5 separate regions of the Mus musculus genome follow, and regions 2, 3, 4 and 5 are each linked to region 1. A link is a contact called in public ChIA-PET, Hi-C, Micro-C and promoter capture Hi-C data. All regions are on one chromosome and are shown on one strand. The core of a region is the stretch at or near the end of the contact, and the rest is flanking DNA. Distances in the headings are between cores, read along the strand shown. Region 1 holds the start of Ift88 (intraflagellar transport 88). Region 2 holds the start of Zdhhc20 (zinc finger, DHHC domain containing 20). Region 3 holds the start of Lats2 (large tumor suppressor 2). Region 4 has its middle 20 kb from the start of Zdhhc20. Region 5 holds the start of Gja3 (gap junction protein, alpha 3).

Evidence for each region. Promoter capture Hi-C pulls out the DNA fragments that hold promoters and counts their contacts. Hi-C and Micro-C count contacts between places; a contact is called where the count stands out from the background. ChIA-PET counts read pairs in DNA pulled down with a chosen protein or histone mark.
Region 2: an RNA polymerase II ChIA-PET map of memory CD8 T cells shows a contact between it and region 1, with 8 read pairs. The contact joins the promoter of Zdhhc20 here to the promoter of Ift88 in region 1. A contact is called at or near these places in 1 of 484 Hi-C or Micro-C datasets (CD4 T cells), 1 of 115 datasets of contacts at active chromatin or transcription factors (memory CD8 T cells) and 2 of 9 other capture datasets (adipose tissue and pancreatic islet).
Region 3: a contact with region 1 is called in a Micro-C map of embryonic stem cells, with 3 times the contacts expected there. The contact joins the promoter of Lats2 here to the promoter of Ift88 in region 1. A contact is called at or near these places in 2 of 39 promoter capture datasets (hippocampal neurons and liver) and 2 of 484 Hi-C or Micro-C datasets (embryonic stem cells and nephron progenitors).
Region 4: a Hi-C map of the HPC-7 cell line shows a contact between it and region 1, with 2.5 times the contacts expected there. The contact joins the enhancer-like site here to the promoter of Ift88 in region 1. A contact is called at or near these places in 2 of 39 promoter capture datasets (HPC-7-derived erythroid cells and hippocampal neurons), 2 of 484 Hi-C or Micro-C datasets (the G1E-ER4 cell line and the HPC-7 cell line) and 2 of 9 other capture datasets (adipose tissue and pancreatic islet).
Region 5: a contact with region 1 is called in a promoter capture Hi-C map of liver, with 6 times the contacts expected there. The contact joins the promoter of Gja3 here to the promoter of Ift88 in region 1. A contact is called at or near these places in 5 of 39 promoter capture datasets (cranial neural crest, embryonic stem cells, hippocampal neurons and 2 more), 1 of 484 Hi-C or Micro-C datasets (embryonic stem cells), 1 of 115 datasets of contacts at active chromatin or transcription factors (stem cell-derived neural progenitor cells) and 2 of 9 other capture datasets (adipose tissue and pancreatic islet).

What each region holds. Positions count from the first base shown.
Region 1 is chr14:57,422,291-57,425,546 of GRCm38.p6, reverse strand. It overlaps Ift88 (intraflagellar transport 88), which reads right to left and starts at 1,476. Exons shown (of 26, transcript NM_009376.2): 1 at 1,360-1,476.
Region 2 is chr14:57,888,947-57,892,189 of GRCm38.p6, reverse strand. It overlaps Zdhhc20 (zinc finger, DHHC domain containing 20), which reads left to right and starts at 1,854. Exons shown (of 13, transcript NM_029492.5): 1 at 1,854-2,127. The coding sequence starts at 2,010.
Region 3 is chr14:57,744,607-57,747,646 of GRCm38.p6, reverse strand. Lats2 (large tumor suppressor 2) reads left to right here and starts at 1,524. Exons shown (of 8, transcript NM_015771.2): 1 at 1,524-1,757. Gm52140 reads right to left here. Exons shown (of 3, transcript XM_030248241.1): 2 at 1,309-2,352. The coding sequence ends at 1,335.
Region 4 is chr14:57,908,631-57,911,931 of GRCm38.p6, reverse strand. No RefSeq gene overlaps it. Among named protein-coding and RNA genes, the nearest start is that of Zdhhc20, 20 kb to the right of the region's middle. Within about 2 kb of position 1,256, at least 286 of the 459 cell types and tissues checked have an H3K27ac peak or open chromatin away from gene starts, as enhancers often do. A contact at or near this core is called in the G1E-ER4 cell line, the HPC-7 cell line, adipose tissue and 1 more, where this site is marked.
Region 5 is chr14:57,056,243-57,059,241 of GRCm38.p6, reverse strand. Gja3 (gap junction protein, alpha 3) reads left to right here and starts at 1,519. Exons shown (of 2, transcript NM_001271623.1): 1 at 1,519-1,715.

The DNA.
Region 1 (3,256 bases), core at 227-2,726:
CAAATCCTCCTGCCTCCCCCAGCCACCACATTAGGTTAAGTGGGCGCTAGGGATCACTCAGGACCTTAGGCTTCTGCAGCAAACACTTTGCCAACTGAGCATCTCCACAGCCCCAGAATGTTGATCAATAGGTTCCCAAGGGATGGATGCTGAAGCTGCTGCTCCATCGATCACACTTTCAAATCATATACTCAAAAGCTCCCTCCTTACAAACTCTTCTGATCTCACTTTCGTTTATTCATAAGGTATTGAAACAATCAGCTTTTAGAACTAGACCTTTCTTCTGGCTTTTAACCAGATTTACACACACACACACCTGGGAGACAGACCAATAGTGGAATACACAAAATTTTAAAGATGTAGAAAGCAAGGCTAGGAAATAGTAAATGAATTATCCTTTACTAACAACTATGAATGGCTAAGAAATAATACAACTCAGTATTTCTATATTCTCCAAGGTGGTTCAAAAATAATTTGGGATGCTGTCACTTCAATATTGCCAGTGAAACTATTTTACATGGCAAAGTCCTTTTTATATACTTCTACCTTGATACAGTTCACACTCAAAATGCCTATTGTAGTTTCTCCAAAGTTACCAACCAGAGTTGAAGATAAAAAGGAAAAGTGGAATTTTAGGCTTTTGGGAAAACAGTAGTCAGATATCTTTTGTCTGTGCATCCTTAGATTCAACCAACTAGAAACTGAAAACATTTGGGAGAAATTTTTTATCTGAACTGAACATGCACAGGCTCCCCCCCCCCCCCCCCGCCCCCAGCCTCCCGAGCGTGCTTTTCATTATTCCCTGAACAATTAGGCATAACAATTAATTATAGAGCAATAAACAGTCTAAGATAACAAAAATGGGAAAATGGCTTATATACAATACAAATATACCATCGTATATATGTGAAAGAGCACCTGGGAACTTTGGTATCCAGGGAAACTGGGTGTCCTAGAATCAATTCCCAGAAGATATGTTTTTATCTTTATAAGACTGTGATTTATTCATTCTTTTCTGTACTTTTGCTTTTACTCCCGATTACTAGGTAATCAAAGCTTCACCGGATGCAAGTATTAGAAATGTTCGCTGTAACCTACTGTGAAACTCTAAAAGTTTCACTGCTGCCATGGCATCGCCAAGCCGTGTGACATTAGCCCGGGTAGCCGTGCCGGGTGGAGCGGGAAGTCCACCCCCTGAGAGGAGCACCATCCAAGTGTTGGCTACGGAAGCGCAGTCGCCAGGAGCCGGGCTTGGGCGCCGCCAGCCCGCCTGCCCTCGCGACCCCGCCGCCGCTCACGCACGGGGCAGGGAGAGGGCAGCAGGGAGGGTGGCCGCGAGGGGCCGGGCGCTTCTCCTACCTCGCGCCGAGGAGGAGCGGGCTGACCACGAGTGGGCCGAGGGAAGAAGCGACGCCTGATCCTAGGCAGGCCAGAGCGGGACGCCCAGCCGTTGCCAGGCGCGACTCCAAGGAAGCCGCTCCCACAGGCCTCCGCGCCGCGTGGGCGAGGCCGGAAGCTCGTGACCGGAAGTGCAGGGCTGCTGGGACCTGTGGTCCGCCAACAGCGGAGTGATTCTCGAGGCTGGCCCAATGTTTATGGTGGTCCAGGAGATGCTACAGGTGTAGGAGTAATCACAAGAAGGAAACCAAGGTCGAGTGAACCCCGAGGCAGCCATCCCCAAAGCTGGAGACCAGAGCAAGATGGCCCGGATGAATAGAATGTGTCCCAGAGCCACTACGCGGCTTGGGAACCTTGGAAGACTGTTTTCTGTGGAACATTGCGTAGAATTGTACGCGTCGTCCCATAAATTTGTCATATTAATCCTGTCTGGGTTCTCTCTAAATAAATTTAATCTGAAAATTAAAAAGTAAAGGTAATGTAATGCCAGCTATGATGACGCACATCTGCAATGGGAGTAGAGATGACGCTCAGGAGTACAAGACCAGCAGGGGACACCCTGTCTTAAAGACAAAATAATATTTCTTTCCGGAGCAAATGTTGGGCATGTTGACTTGAAGCCCGTTATAAAAAAACTGAAGTTTACTAACCTTTATTGTTCAGTTGTGTCAGAAAGTCATTGAATATGTAACATCCACCTTAGCCTCCCACGGATGGGGGTGGGGACAGATGTAGGGGACAAACTATTAGATTGGTCAGGTTCGGGCTACTTGGTGTGTTTTGAAGACTAAACCTCTTTATCTCTGATCCAGGTGTGTTGTATCAGCATTCAGAAGGTTACCTTGCAAGTGGGGTATATCGTACAGTAACTGACAGTATCTGGCAACTGTGTGTCAATAAGTAGTTGTTACGTTAATTAGTGAACATCATGGGGATATTTTAAGTTACTGCACTTCAATATAGAAAGAAAAAATACTGGAATCACAAGTTACTGCACTTCAAAAAAGAAAGATAAATACTAGAGTCAATCTTTTTCTTTTTCTTTTTTCTTTTTTCTTTTTTTTTTTTTGTTTGTTTGTTTGCTTGTCTTTTGAGACGGGGTTTCTCTGTGTAGCCCTGGATGTCCTGGAGCTCTCTGTACACCAGCCTAGCCTCAAACTCCTTGGTGCTGGGATTAAAGGTGTGTGCCACCATTGTCCAGCACTGAACTTTTTTTTTTTTTAAATGACTGTACATTCAGGGTACCCAGTCCTTGTCTGAGAAGAAGACATTATGTTTTTGTTAAAATAAAGGTTCATCAGGCAACATATTTTCTTATTTGTTCCCACACTAATTATCAAATAAACTGTCAACATATGTAATTAGTTACATATAAAGTGGGATGGGTAGCAGACAAGCCTGAGTCCCATGAAGTGGGTATGGAGTGAAAGAGTTCCATGTGTGAACATGAAGAACACTAAAGGAAAAACAGGTTTGAGGGAGAACACATCAGGTGTCAGATGCCTAAAGAATGTGCAAGAAGAGATACTGAGTAAGCAATTGTATATAACAATATAAAGCTCAGAGGAGAGGGCTGGGAATGTAACTTAGTGTTAGAACATTTGCTTGCCGTGTTCAAGGCCCTAATTTGGATTCCAGCATCATCATAATCATTAAAGCTCAGAAAAAGATGCCCATCTAGAGATACACACTGGGGATTCAGTAATTCCTAAGAAAAGATAGTTTGTAAGATTGTGAGTGAGTGAGCAAGATGTATTTTTGGAATAGGGGGATGTAGAACGGCAAAAAAGACAAGAGATAGTAATGAGGGTGGGTAAATACCATCAAAATGCATGTGATGGCTATCTGTGATTGTCAA
Region 2 (3,243 bases), core at 605-3,104, 470 kb before region 1:
ATTCTTTTTTTTTTTTTTTAAAGATTTATTTTTATTTATATGAATACACTGTAGCTATCTTCAGACACACCAGAAGAGGGCATTGGATCCCATTACAGATGGTTGTGAGCCACCATGTGGTTGCTGGGAATTGAACTCAGGACCTTTGGAAGAGGAGTCAGTGCTCTTAACCACTGAGCCACCTCTCCAGCCCCTGAGACAGCATTCTTAATACTAGTTTTTCTGTCAGTCCTAATTCTGTCAAAACCACCCACCACCCACACACACCTCACTGGGAACTGAACCTATCACCACACATGAGTTTTATGTGGTCTTCCACTGGGCTCCATCCTTAGCCTCCAGATTCCATGTTGTATCTTAATTCTTTGAGACAGTTTTTCTGGGAAAATAGCTGAATTTTACCCACCTTAGTGCCCTAGAGTTGGGTCAATTTTGCCACTAATATGTAGTCAAAAATTTGAAGTCAGAATATGTTTGCTTTTTTTTTTTTTTTTTTTTCTCTAGACAGGGTTTCTCTGTGTAGCTCTGGGTGTCCTGGAACTCACTTTGTAGACCAGGCTGGCCTTGAACTTAGAAATCTACCTGCCTCTCTCTCCCAAGTGCTGGTATTAAAGGTGTGCACTTCTGGGTCCTAATGTCATCTTTAGGGCATGTTGCAATTTTCTTATTGTATACATGTTACTTTAATGTAACAGTAGTGTATGGTGACTAAATATTAATACTCATTTTACTAAGTCTTTATCATACTATAATAGCAGTTACCTTCTTCTTGGAGACTTTAGTAAATAGTCTGTTTTAGCTGACCTCAAACTCACAGAGTTCCACTGTCCTCTTCCTCCTGAGTGTGTGGAATTAAAGGCATGTGCCACTATGCCCAGGGCCAAAACCCAAACCAACCCAAACCAAACTTAAAAACTTTTCATTTGTCCTCAGACAACCCCTGGGCCACACATCCTCATGAGCAGTGGTCCATGCACATCCGCACATAGAATGTAAATAAATGAATGTACTGTGTTTTAAAAGAATGTATGAAATTATTCCTAATGATTGTACATTATGATGTTTCACAGCAAGGCTTCTAGATTCTAAGATTGCAGTCATTACTTAGCAATCTCCAGCTGTAAATATTTGAAAATCCCACTCCAGGAAAGGGCTGTTTCTATATTCTGCTTTCATGGTGTAACCTTAAATGTGGACTCCAAATCAAACTGACCTGTTGTATATGGCTTCCACCTTAAATCTCAGGCTCCTACCAATTCAAACAAAACATGGTGGAGAGAGCGATACGTGGACCAAATTATCCCAGGGGATTCTTCATTGGAGACACATTATAGTCACAGGAGTCTTATATTTAAGTATATATAATATTTTTCTTGCTTGCACGCTTGAGTGATGCACAGCCTTATGTAATAGGGAACCCGACTTGTATGGGTCCTGAAAGACCTAGGGGAAGAGTGTTATACAGAGTGCCACCCAAGGCACACAGGGCAGCTAAGAATTCATTCCTCTCCCCTTGCGCATCCCCATCCCTCTCGTCACCCAGTCCTAGATGGCCTCCTACACATCCTTAGCACTCTCCTCTCTTTTCCACCAAGGCACCCCCAAATCCCATGGGCGGGCCTGAGCAGAAGCCCCGCCCCAACTTCAGGCCCCGCCTCCTTCGGCCGGGTAGCCCCACCCCCTACGGGGATTGCCAGGCGCGGGACTAGGGGCGGAGCGGCAGGATGCGGGGCAGGGGCGGACCCGGTCCAGGCGCCGGGAGGGGCGGAGTTGCAGCGTCGCCCTTCACAGCTCGCAGCGGGATGAGAGGCGGGCCCGGAGGCGGGCCCGAGGGCGGGGTCAGGGGCGGACCCGGGCCAGGCGCAGGGAGGGGCGGAGTTGTGGCGTCGCCCTTCGCCACTGCTTGCGGCGGCGGAGCCTCGGGGGCGGGGAAGCTGGCGACAGGGCCGCTGGGGTCTTGTGGTCCTACAGAATCGTGGGCAGCGGGACCCGGCAGTCAGCAGAGGAACATGGCGCCCTGGACACTCTGGCGCTGCTGCCAACGCGTGGTGGGCTGGGTTCCGGTGCTCTTCATCACCTTTGTGGTCGTCTGGTCCTACTACGCGTACGTGGTGGAGCTGTGCGTGAGTGAGTACGGGAGGCGCGGGCGGCGGGCCGGGCCGCGGGTGGCAGGCCGAGGCCTCGGCGCCGCGTTCTGATTCCGCGGGGCGGCCTGCGCTTCCCCAGCCCGTGGGTTCCACGTCCGAGGGTTCCGGCCCGCGCTTCTCCGGCGGTGGGGGCCCCTGTCCGTGGGTTTCTGCCCACGGCTCGCTGCTCGAGGGGTCCCGAGTTCGGGCCTGCGCGCCGCCCACGCTCCAAGCTTCCGGGTGGCTGCAGTCGCCTTGGGGCTCCCACCCTTCTGTGACGGAATGCTCACAAAGGCCTTTCCTTTTGAACTAGAGAACCCCTTCTGAGACGGCTTGTGAGGTCAGTTTGGCTAAAACACACGCACACACGCACAAAGAAATCTTTTCCTCCCAGATTGTTGCTCCCCAAACTGCGCGAGAAGAAGCGCGTAAGCTGAAAGCAGCCTGGGGGCCTGGGAGGGAGGTGTGTCTCCCGGGTCTGCAGTGTGGGCTCAGCCCCTGGTCTGAGCTGTATTTGACCCTTTTTAATATTCATCTGGGGGTCTCAGTGCTGGATTTACACAAAATGTTGTTTTGAGGCACAAGGAATTGAACAAGAGAGGTGCAAGCTCAATGACTTTTTTTTTTTGCCTGTTTACTTTGTAGGTTTGTATTGCTTATACCTTTAGTTTTAGGGCTTTGGTTTAGTTTTACTTTTGCTATTTTTCTTATTTAATTTTTTTTACCGTATGGTTCTTACCTGATTTCCTGGGATAAAGGAATAGCGTTGCATTATACTTACATGACTTAGCCGATTGGTTCATTGTCATTAACACCCTAGGCCATTACTATGTCAGTGATACTAAATAATTGCCTGTAAGCTTTGAGTGTGCGTTCTATACCTACTGGCTCTTTACTGTGTTCGTCTCCCGTCAGCATTATTAAATAAAACCCTAAGAAAAAGCAGTCCCTTGGTTTCCCAGAAGTGATGTGGTTTTAATTTTCAGACAGAGCCCTCGGTTATCTGAAGGACAGATTTTCTTTGGGGAAAAACATACGGGGTAAATACAAGAATGAAAAAAAAAAAAAATCGGGCTGGTGAGATGGCTCAGCGGGTAAGGGAACTGATTGCTCTTTC
Region 3 (3,040 bases), core at 275-2,774, 320 kb before region 1:
GAGGTCAGCCAGCCTCTGCCTCCTCAGTACTGGGATTAAAGACATGCGCCACCACTGTTTGACAAAAAGAAAGTTATTTTTGTTCTTTTAAAAAAAAGATTTATTTTTATTTATGTGTGTGTCTGTGCTAAGCATATGCACATGTGTGTGTGCATTTACCCACAGAACAAGGCATTGGATCCCTTGGCACTGGTGTCTCTGTCTCTCTGTCTCTCTCTCCCTTCCTCCATCCCTCCCTCCCTCTGCACCCCTACTTTCCCCCTCTACCGGGTTTCTCTGTGTAGCCATGGTTGTCCCGGAATTCTCTCTGTAACCAGATTGACCTTGAACTCAGAGATCACCTGCTTTCCTGAGAGCTGGGATTATAGGTGTGCATCACTAACCGGCTTCCCTAACATTTCTTAGAGCAAGAGATAGGAACTTTTAACACACAGTGAAGGTTGCCAGTGCGCTTGGGGAGATGGGGGAGGAAGTTCCCAGGTGAGTGCTAGACTCCTCTTTTACAGAATATTACTTGATGCATTGGTTTCTCATCACGGTGCAAGATGTCAGTGTAGCACACAGGGTCAGGCTGACTAAAGAAAATGAGGCTAATCTGCAAGAGGCTTAATTATTAAAGTTCAAAGGACAAAGAAATGAGAATCTCTGGAAGAAGCCTTAAGGGAATTAGAGAGGTGGGGGTGGGGGTGGGGGTGGGGGTGGTGGTGGTGAGGGGCAGTCCAGGACTAAAGTCTGTTGAGGCAGTTAAAACAGTCCTGACAAGGGTTCTTCTGACAAGACAGCCTGAATTTGGCACAGGAGAGGGGGCTCGACTTCCTTCCCGAGGACAAAAATAAAAACTGGTACAAATGATCTTCACTCTTGTGAATTTCTTCCGGAATTGAAACTTCAAATGTCACGTTTGCTAATTAAAGAGGAAGTCTGGTTGACTTTTAAGACTATTAGTCCCCACCATCACTTACCACAGATCGTAAGTTGGTGGGGAGTGTGACGTTAGACAGCCAATAGTAAACGAAAGACTTTGCTTCCACGCTGTTATTTCTCAGCGTCTGTCCCTGGACCAAATCCCCAAATGGAGGATAAAGGAGTGGCCGAAGTGTAAACGCCAGTCTCCTCGGCTGGTTCGTGCAATACTGATGTGTTTTATAAAACCATAAGGCACTTTCCTAAAACGTGCCCAGGGAGGGAGCTGGTTAGCCTGCGTCCGGTTAAGCCCAGGCTGTCAGGCGTCCCGGTTTATTATTTGATGCCCGGGTCTCAGCAGCCGGCTGCACTTTCCGTGGCTGGCACCGGGGCCTGTGAACTTACTTTTCTCACCCACTGGTACGAGGCGTTTAGGGAAACCGGCGCTCCCGGGCTGGGGGCTTCCGACGCGAGCCCAGCGCAGGGCAGGTGGCCGCCCAGCCAGGCGGCGCAGGAAGCGGCCCGTGGGGCGGAGCGGGCGGCGGGTAGCAAGGCCGCGGGCGCCCCGCCCGGGCTGGTATGCGGCCGGGAGTGACGCGGGAGGAGGGGTCACGTGACGCCCGTGGAATGCCAACAATGTAGCGAATGTCCCGCTCGGGTCTGCGCTTCGGAACCGCGGCGTGAGCGCCCCGGGAAGATGGAGCCGCCGCCGCCAGCGCCGCCGCCGCTTCCCCGGGCTCCCCCGACCCTCCGGGGTCAGCAACCACTGCCGCCACCGGCGCCCGGTCTCCCGGCGCGCGAGGTCCCGGAGCCGCGGGCCAGGACGCCGCCGAGGGTGTAGAGCGCTCCCGGAGGTGAGGGGCCGCGGCCGGGAAGTTTGTCGGGACAGGGCTCCGCCCGGTCCCACGGGCGAGCTGCCCTGCGGGACAGGGACAACCCGTCCGCTGGGTCCCGGGCGGGTGCGGAGCAGCGGGTGGCGGCGGCGGGGCGGCTTTGTTGTGCTCGCGCGGCGGCGTCCGGAGGCCCAGACCCCGCGTCCCGCGGCGCCGACCCCGCCCAGCCTGGGCCTCCGTGCGCCGCGCCGTCCACCACGCGCGCTCGCGGCCTTGCGCGCTGCACCTCTGGCCCTCGGCGGCGCGGTGCCCGCCCGGTGTCCGGTGTCCCGTCCCCGGCTGCGCCGTCCGGCGGTCGGTGCGGGGCGGTTGCGTAACGTCTCTTTTGAGCCGACTTCTCCCGGGCCGGCCTCCGCCGCGACTCCACGGCCTGAGTCCGTAGCGCTGGTCACGCACGAGCCTCGCCTGCGTGGCCCGGGTCTCGCCCGGGCGACTTCGGCCACCAGCGGCGTGCAGGAGGCGGCCGGGTGAAAACTTATGCCTGTGAGTGTGAGCGGGAGAGAACTGGACGTGCAGATTTTGTTGACAAAAAAGTTTGAGCGAGGACTTTTCACGCCTTTAAATTTCCCCTGCTTGCCCGTAATGTAGCCGCTTATTAGGGAATTTGTACCAAGTCTTGCTCCATATTTTTAGTTTAACCCCAGGTTAGGTCAGTAAATGATGCTCACCAGTTTTGAGTGCTAAATCTGGAGACAAGGCTACTTTTTGTGATTTTTCTTTTCTCCCCTTTTAGCAACTGTTGTAATAAGGCGCTAACAAAAAAAAAAAAATCTTCCAGCATAGGAATGCAGACGCTGCTTAGAAAGCCTGTTTTTAACTTAACTATAGTTAACAATACATTACAGTATTCAGCCTCTCGTAAAATTTTGGTTATCCAGGTATAGAAAACGCTGTTGAACGAATTCACCATGGTTCCTTTGAAATTGCTTAACTTTTACCACACTTCAAAATGTCAGCTTCATATGGTACCAACAGAGGCTGCTATACAGAATTACAGAATCCGAAGTTTTGAACTGAGAGTTTTTCAGCTTCGCCATCTAGTTGGAATAGTATAAATGTAAATTGGAGCTGTGGGTTATTTCTTTCCTTCGAGAAATCACGGCCTTGGTGGGAGGGACTTTCAGTGGTGGGAGGGACTTTCAATGATGGGCGGGGAACACGTTTACAATAAAATGCCTTGTTATTTTAAATGCTGTGTTGTAAATAGCCTGCCCTAGGCCCTTAAAACCCACTGGAGAGTAGAA
Region 4 (3,301 bases), core at 7-2,506, 490 kb before region 1:
ATACAAATTAAGACAAGACACCAACCCATACTTACCAGATTGGCAAAAAGTAGGATGTGATCTAGGAGTGTTAGCATGGACTCAGGAAACAAGATCCCTGTGTCTGCTGGCTACACACTGACAATCTTAAGGAAACTTAGAGCAAGCCTGCCTCCTGGCCAAATGTCCCCAGAGAAACATGCTAACGGTCAGAGGGTGGCTCCAAGGGCTTCCTGTCAGGACTGCCTGCACCAGTGTCCACCACTAAAGAAATAAATTGTGCCAAGGAAGATGGCACTGAGTTAGAACTGAACAGCAGGAATATAAGTCCATGTAGTAAGCTGAAGACGCAGGGGGTGAGACCTAGACCGACCACAGTTTATGTAAATCAGCAACTAGAGCTACTGACGTGGCCCAGCAGATAAAGGTGCTTGCCACCAAGCCTGACCATCTGAGTTCAAGCCCTGGAACCCACCTGGTGGGAGGATAGAATACGGTCCTACAAGTTGTCCTCTGACTGCCACATACATGTGCACTATGGATCTCTTTGAGTTCAAGGCCATCCTGGCCTACATAGAGAGCTCCAAGACAGCCAGGGCTACATAAAGAAACCCTGTCTCCAATAAATAAAACTTCAAGAGCCTATGAGATAGTTCAGTGACTAAAGGCACTTGCTGTCAAGGCTGATGACCTGATTTCAGTCCTCGGGACCCACATATTGGAAAGAAAGAACTTGACTCCCAAAAGTTGCCTTGTAATCTCCACATGGCCCTCGCACCCATAAATAAGTAAAAATAAATACATAAATAAAATCTTAATTTAAATTACTTTTTAATGTAGGCACATTAAGAATCATCATAAGAAAGAATACATGTTCTCAAAATGTGGAGTTCAAATTGACAGTACAACCTCAGCCGGGCGTTGGTGGCGCACGCCTTTAATTCCAGCACTCTGGCGGATTTCTGAGTTCGAGGCCAGCCTGGTCTGCAGAGTGGGTTCCAGGACAGCCAGGGCTATACAGAGAAACCCTGTCTCGAAAAAAAAAGAGAGAGAGCGTGACACAGTACAACCTCGTCAGCACCGTAGGATAATTGAGACAAAAAGAGAAAAGTGATCGCAGTCTCAGTGCGGACGCTTTCAAAGAAATAGAATTCAACACGAAAGTCCCACAAGATGGCGCCCTTGCATCCCAAAACCATGCCCAGGCACCCGCACGGAAGAAGGTAGGAGCAAGGCAAGGACTGTCTCAAAGGCCAGTCTGAAAGAAAACACTGCAGGCAGCATGAACTGCCACGCCCTGGTGAGTATTCAGAAGACTGCGCCTGCTGCCCGCTGGTTGGCGACGGGCTGTATTTGAAGAGGAAGGAAATGAAGCCCGGGGCAGTTCCTTCCGAGTCTTCACCACCAGAGCTTTTCTGATGGCGGTGTGCCTTTGTTTTGGTGGAATCGATCCTCCTTCCACGAGAGTGAAGTGAGAGATGACGTTTTTTTGCTTACAGCATTCGGGTTTGCAGAGGATTTGTGAGAAGTATTTGATGGTGAGAAAAACACTAATTCTAAGGCCCAGAAAAAGACAAACTATGACTATTTTCTCCTCAAATATATTGAGTCATAATTTTATCAACTATCATTACAGCATCATTTCAGAGACTAAAATCTGGAAATCACATAAATATCCAGCACCATGAAGAGGGATAAGTAGATTATATGATTGAATTCTTGGCGACCACTTCAAGTGTGAGAGGGTATGCTGGGCTAGTCTTCTGTTAACTTGACACAAGCTTGAGTCACCTGAAAGAAGGGAGCCGCAATTGAGAAAATGCCTCCTTAAGATCCAGCTTTAAGGGTGTTTTGTCAATTAATGATCATGGAGGAGTATCAGGCCCATGTGTGTGGTGCTGTCCCTGGGCAGGTGATCCTGGGTTCTATAAGAAAGCAGACTGAGAAGTCAGTAAGCAGAACCCTCCATGGCCTCTGCATCAGCTCCTGCCTCCAGGTTCCTGCCCTGTCTGAGTTCCAAACCTGACATCCTTTGGTGACGAACAGCAGTGTGGAAGTATAAGCTGAATAAACCCTTTCCTCCCCAGCTTGCTTTTGGTCATGGTGTTTCATTGCAGCAATAGAAACCCTAATTAAGACAGTGTATAAATTAAGTTGCAGGATCCTGCAGATGGAAAAGGGATTGTCTCACTGTTCCAGCCTCCTTTTTCCATACACACTGGGCTCTATGATGCTAGGCAGCGACCTGGGGATGCTGGTTGCCTTTACCTGCTGGCTGGCAGCATCCTGACCTCTGCCCACAGTGAGCAGTACAAGGGAGGCTTCAAGCCTGGGGTTGGAAAACAAGCCCTGTGATATCTCCAGTCTCGGCCTGCATCCCTGCATCATCCCTGCAGTACCAGTCTCTGGCTGCTTTTTTTTTTTTTTTTTTTTTTTTTTTTTTTTTTTGGCAAGCCTAGAACCAACTCCATTGTTTGTGCTCTCCGAAGCCCCACTAGCCTTTTCCTCTGGGCATCCTTTCCTAATCGCGTAGGACTGACTGTTCCTTCAAGCCTCTAGACTACAATAACTCCAACCTCTTGCCTTTATGCTCAGGCCGTGAACATGATAGTTGCTTCCAGCAGGGATTTCTCTGTGTTACTCCAGTGCTCTCTCTGGTTAAAATTCCCTAATACCTATTTCAAACACTTCTTTTTCTTTAATCAAATTTTCTGTTATGCTTTTTAAATTAATTTATTTATTGTATGTGCACCGGTGTTTTGCCTGCGTGTGCGTCTGTGTTGGATTCTGGAGTTACAGACAGCTGTGAGCTGCAGTATGGGTGCTGAAAATTGAACCCAGGTCCTCTGGAAGAACAGCCAGTGCCCTTAACCAATGAGCCCTCTCTCCAGCTCTGCTGTTACAATACTTAATGTGGAGTATGATAAAATGACCCTGAGCCAGGAAATAAAAATAGATGCCTATCTAGAGGGAGGACTGTCTTAGTTACTCTTCTATTTCTGTGATAAGACACCATCACCAAGGCAAATTGCAAAGAGAAACGCTTATTTGGGGCTTAAACTGCCATAGGGTTAGAGCTTATGACCACCGTGGTGTGAAGCACGGCAGCAGGCAGGCAGGCATGGCATTGGAACAGTAGCTGAGAGCTCTCATCTTGAGACACAACCATGAAGAAGGGAGAAAGAAAACATTCAGAATGGGCTAGCTTTTGAACCTCAAAGCCAGACCCTAGCAACACACTTAGTTTAATAAGACCATGCCCCCTAGTCATTTCCAAATAGTTCCAGGAGCATTTGAGGACCATTCTCATTCAAACCGCCAC
Region 5 (2,999 bases), core at 270-2,769, 370 kb after region 1:
ACTTCCACCTTTCCACTCTTGAACTGTGTTATGAAGTGGGTGTGCAAAGGGTATTTGCAGTTACACATTTTAAATCTATTTCCAATAAAAAGTTGCAAATCATTATTATACTTCTGGCTTTACCAATACAATACTAGAGTTTGTCCAAGACGGTGCAAGTCTTTTAATACTTCTGATGCTTCTGTGGGGAGAAGTATTCTTGTATTTCTTGGAGAGAATAAAAACAACAGAAAAATAAAACCTTCTAGAATAACATTTCTGGATTTCAAAAGAACCTAGGCAGGTGTGCAGTGCAGGCTGCCATCACGGCCCTGGGATGTCTGCAGGAGGTTCCGGTTGAGACCAGGTCCCGCTCCCGGAGACCCTGTCTAAGAGACAAAACGAAATAAAACAAAACTGTATCCATGTGTTACCAAGTCCTGCAGGAGACCGGCTTCACGTCTCTTCATAAGCTTTGTTTTCTTTCTCGTTGGAATACGCTTAAATTCAGACTCGAACAGAACGACTGAATTCTTCAAAGTCAGCGGATTGCAAACCCAAATAGAGCCAAACTTTTTAATGAAGCAATAGGTCTTTAGGGGGACTGTAAAACAACCAGAAATGCACATTTTCCCTTATTCCTAAAATAAATCCATCACTCATAAAGGGACTTTGGGGATCCCTTCTAAAACTGCCACCAACATTCAGTGAATTATTATTTACTAATGATTAGCTGCTGTTCAAGTCCTGTTAGACCCTAGGAAGCCAGAGGAAATGGACAAGGCCAAGATTCTGTCCCTCTCGGTGTCGGTGTCTTATGACTCTCAGAGAAACTCCGAGGGTTAGACACATTAAAAGCCTCACCCCGATGCGGACAAGCTAACCGGACCACACTCTGCCATCCCATCCCCAAGACCGTCTGGAACAACTTGCCCGCAGGGACATCTTCCCCAACACTTCAGGCCATGCCAAGTTTCAAGCGCCTTGGAACAAGTTAATTTAAAAAAATTAGAATCCGTGGAGCTGTCGGCTAATTTGTGTCCGCCTGGAAGCAGGCTGGCGGCCGCTATTTATAGCTTGTTGCCCGCGGGGGCGTCTCTATCCGACAGGGTGAGACAGGATTCCGGCTGGGACTCGCCCGAGGAACAAGTCTGCATCCCCAGGCGGCGACACCCGGGCGCGACCGAGGCGCCCTCCCGACGCCCACGCGCGCAGCGCCCAGGCCGCTCTGGCAGTCGGTTGTGCCTTGCTCCCGCCCCGGCTGTCCACTCCTGCCCTATAGGACCCGGCCCTCGGGTGTCTGCGGCCGGGAACCCCATCCGACACCTGCGGCGGATCGGCGGAGCTGAGAGAGCCCGGACGAGGAGCGCGCGTGGTGCGCACTGGGGTGCAGGTGGCGCCCGAGGATGTGGGCGCGCGAGGAGGGGGCAGGTGCCAGCTTCCCCAGACGGGACCCGGTGAGGGGCGCAGGGGCGTGGCCTGTGGGATGCGGGGAGGCGTGGCTGGCAGAGTGGGAGGTGGCGAGGGCGTGGCGGGGCGACAGGGCAGCGGCGTGGGGCGCCAAGTGCGGTGCGTACCGCGGTGGTGGGGATGGCGGCCGGGGCGGAGAGGCCCGGCCCTAGCGCGGGGCGCTCGTGGGAAGAAGGGGCACCGCACGAGTAAAGAGGGAGCCTCCTTTACAGAGCAGGCCGAGCCCGACTGGGCGAGGAGCGCCGGTGCCGCCGCGGCCGAGCGGGGTAAGGCAAACTGGGAGTTCCAGGGCCATATTGGGGACCCGACAGCACCAGGGGTGGCGGGACGCGGCGCTGTCACCCCTGGGCAAGGCCCTGTTGCTCCCCGATCTTGGGAGGCTTTCGTGATTCTTTGGATTGTTGTGGGGTGCAGTAGGGCTGGGGAGCTGAGCCTTGGGAAACTTTGGGAAAGATTACTGTTCTTCTAGACTCCTAAAGACCTGGGCGGAGCGCCTGCTCTCTTTAATGGACGGTCAAAGCTGGGTCGAGATGGTTTGCCCTTGGGTTGGGGAAAGCAACCAGTCCCTATCCCCAAACAGCAGGGATCCTAAGGTCATTTTAACCTGCAAGTGGCCTGCAAGTGGCGGGGTACATTTGTAGTGTTTGATTGGAAAGAAACAAGGAGGGCCCACTTTTCTCAGAAAAAAAAACTTTTAGAAGTTTATTTTCTTCTTAAATACTTTAGTTGTTAGTACCACGACCCAGCTTCTTGATCTGTACGTGTGTGGCGGTGCACACGAGTAAAGACTGTACATGTTTGGAAGAGCGCCCTTAGCTGCCTTCTACAATAATCTTTTCATTAAGAGACTTGTAGTGACATTAAATTCCAGTGGCGGGCAGCTGTTTGCTTTCTGTCCACTCTTTACACAGGTAACTAGAATTCACTCTCTTGATCAGCCGTCTTGGTACCTGAATAATGTGAAAAGGGCTTCAGCTCTCCAGTTTTCCTTTTATCACGACGCCTCCAAAACGTGCCACTTAACAGCGGCTGTGTAAAACAGCCAGGAAGTGAATTGTGCACAGGCTCTCTCTTGGAATTCAAAACTATGACGATCTGTAATCTGTGCATCACTTCACACACTGCCCTTCTGTCGTGCCGTGAAATATATTGCAAGACAAACATGGAAAGATTAAACTGGAGTAAGGGAGGGGCTTTTCTAAATATCAGTTGTGTTCAAAGTAAAGAGCTAACTTGGCACAAAGTCTCCTGGCTCAGCAGTTTGGCCTCTGTTGAGATAAGCATCAAACAGGGCAATGCTTTGCCCTGTAGTGTGAAGCAGTTTACAAAACGGTCCCACGGGGACAGACAGTGCAGTTTGCTGACCAGCACGTGGCTGGAAGTGGTCGGACTTTAAAATGGCAGGAAACAAAAGTTGACTCTTTGTCGATAAGGAAAGAATTTTAACCAATTTTTTTTTCTGAACAGCACTAAAATTTTAGGGTTTTCTGTTCATTTTTCATAGCTGAATGACATATGATGGGTTTGGAACTTCCTTGCAGCCAGCCTGA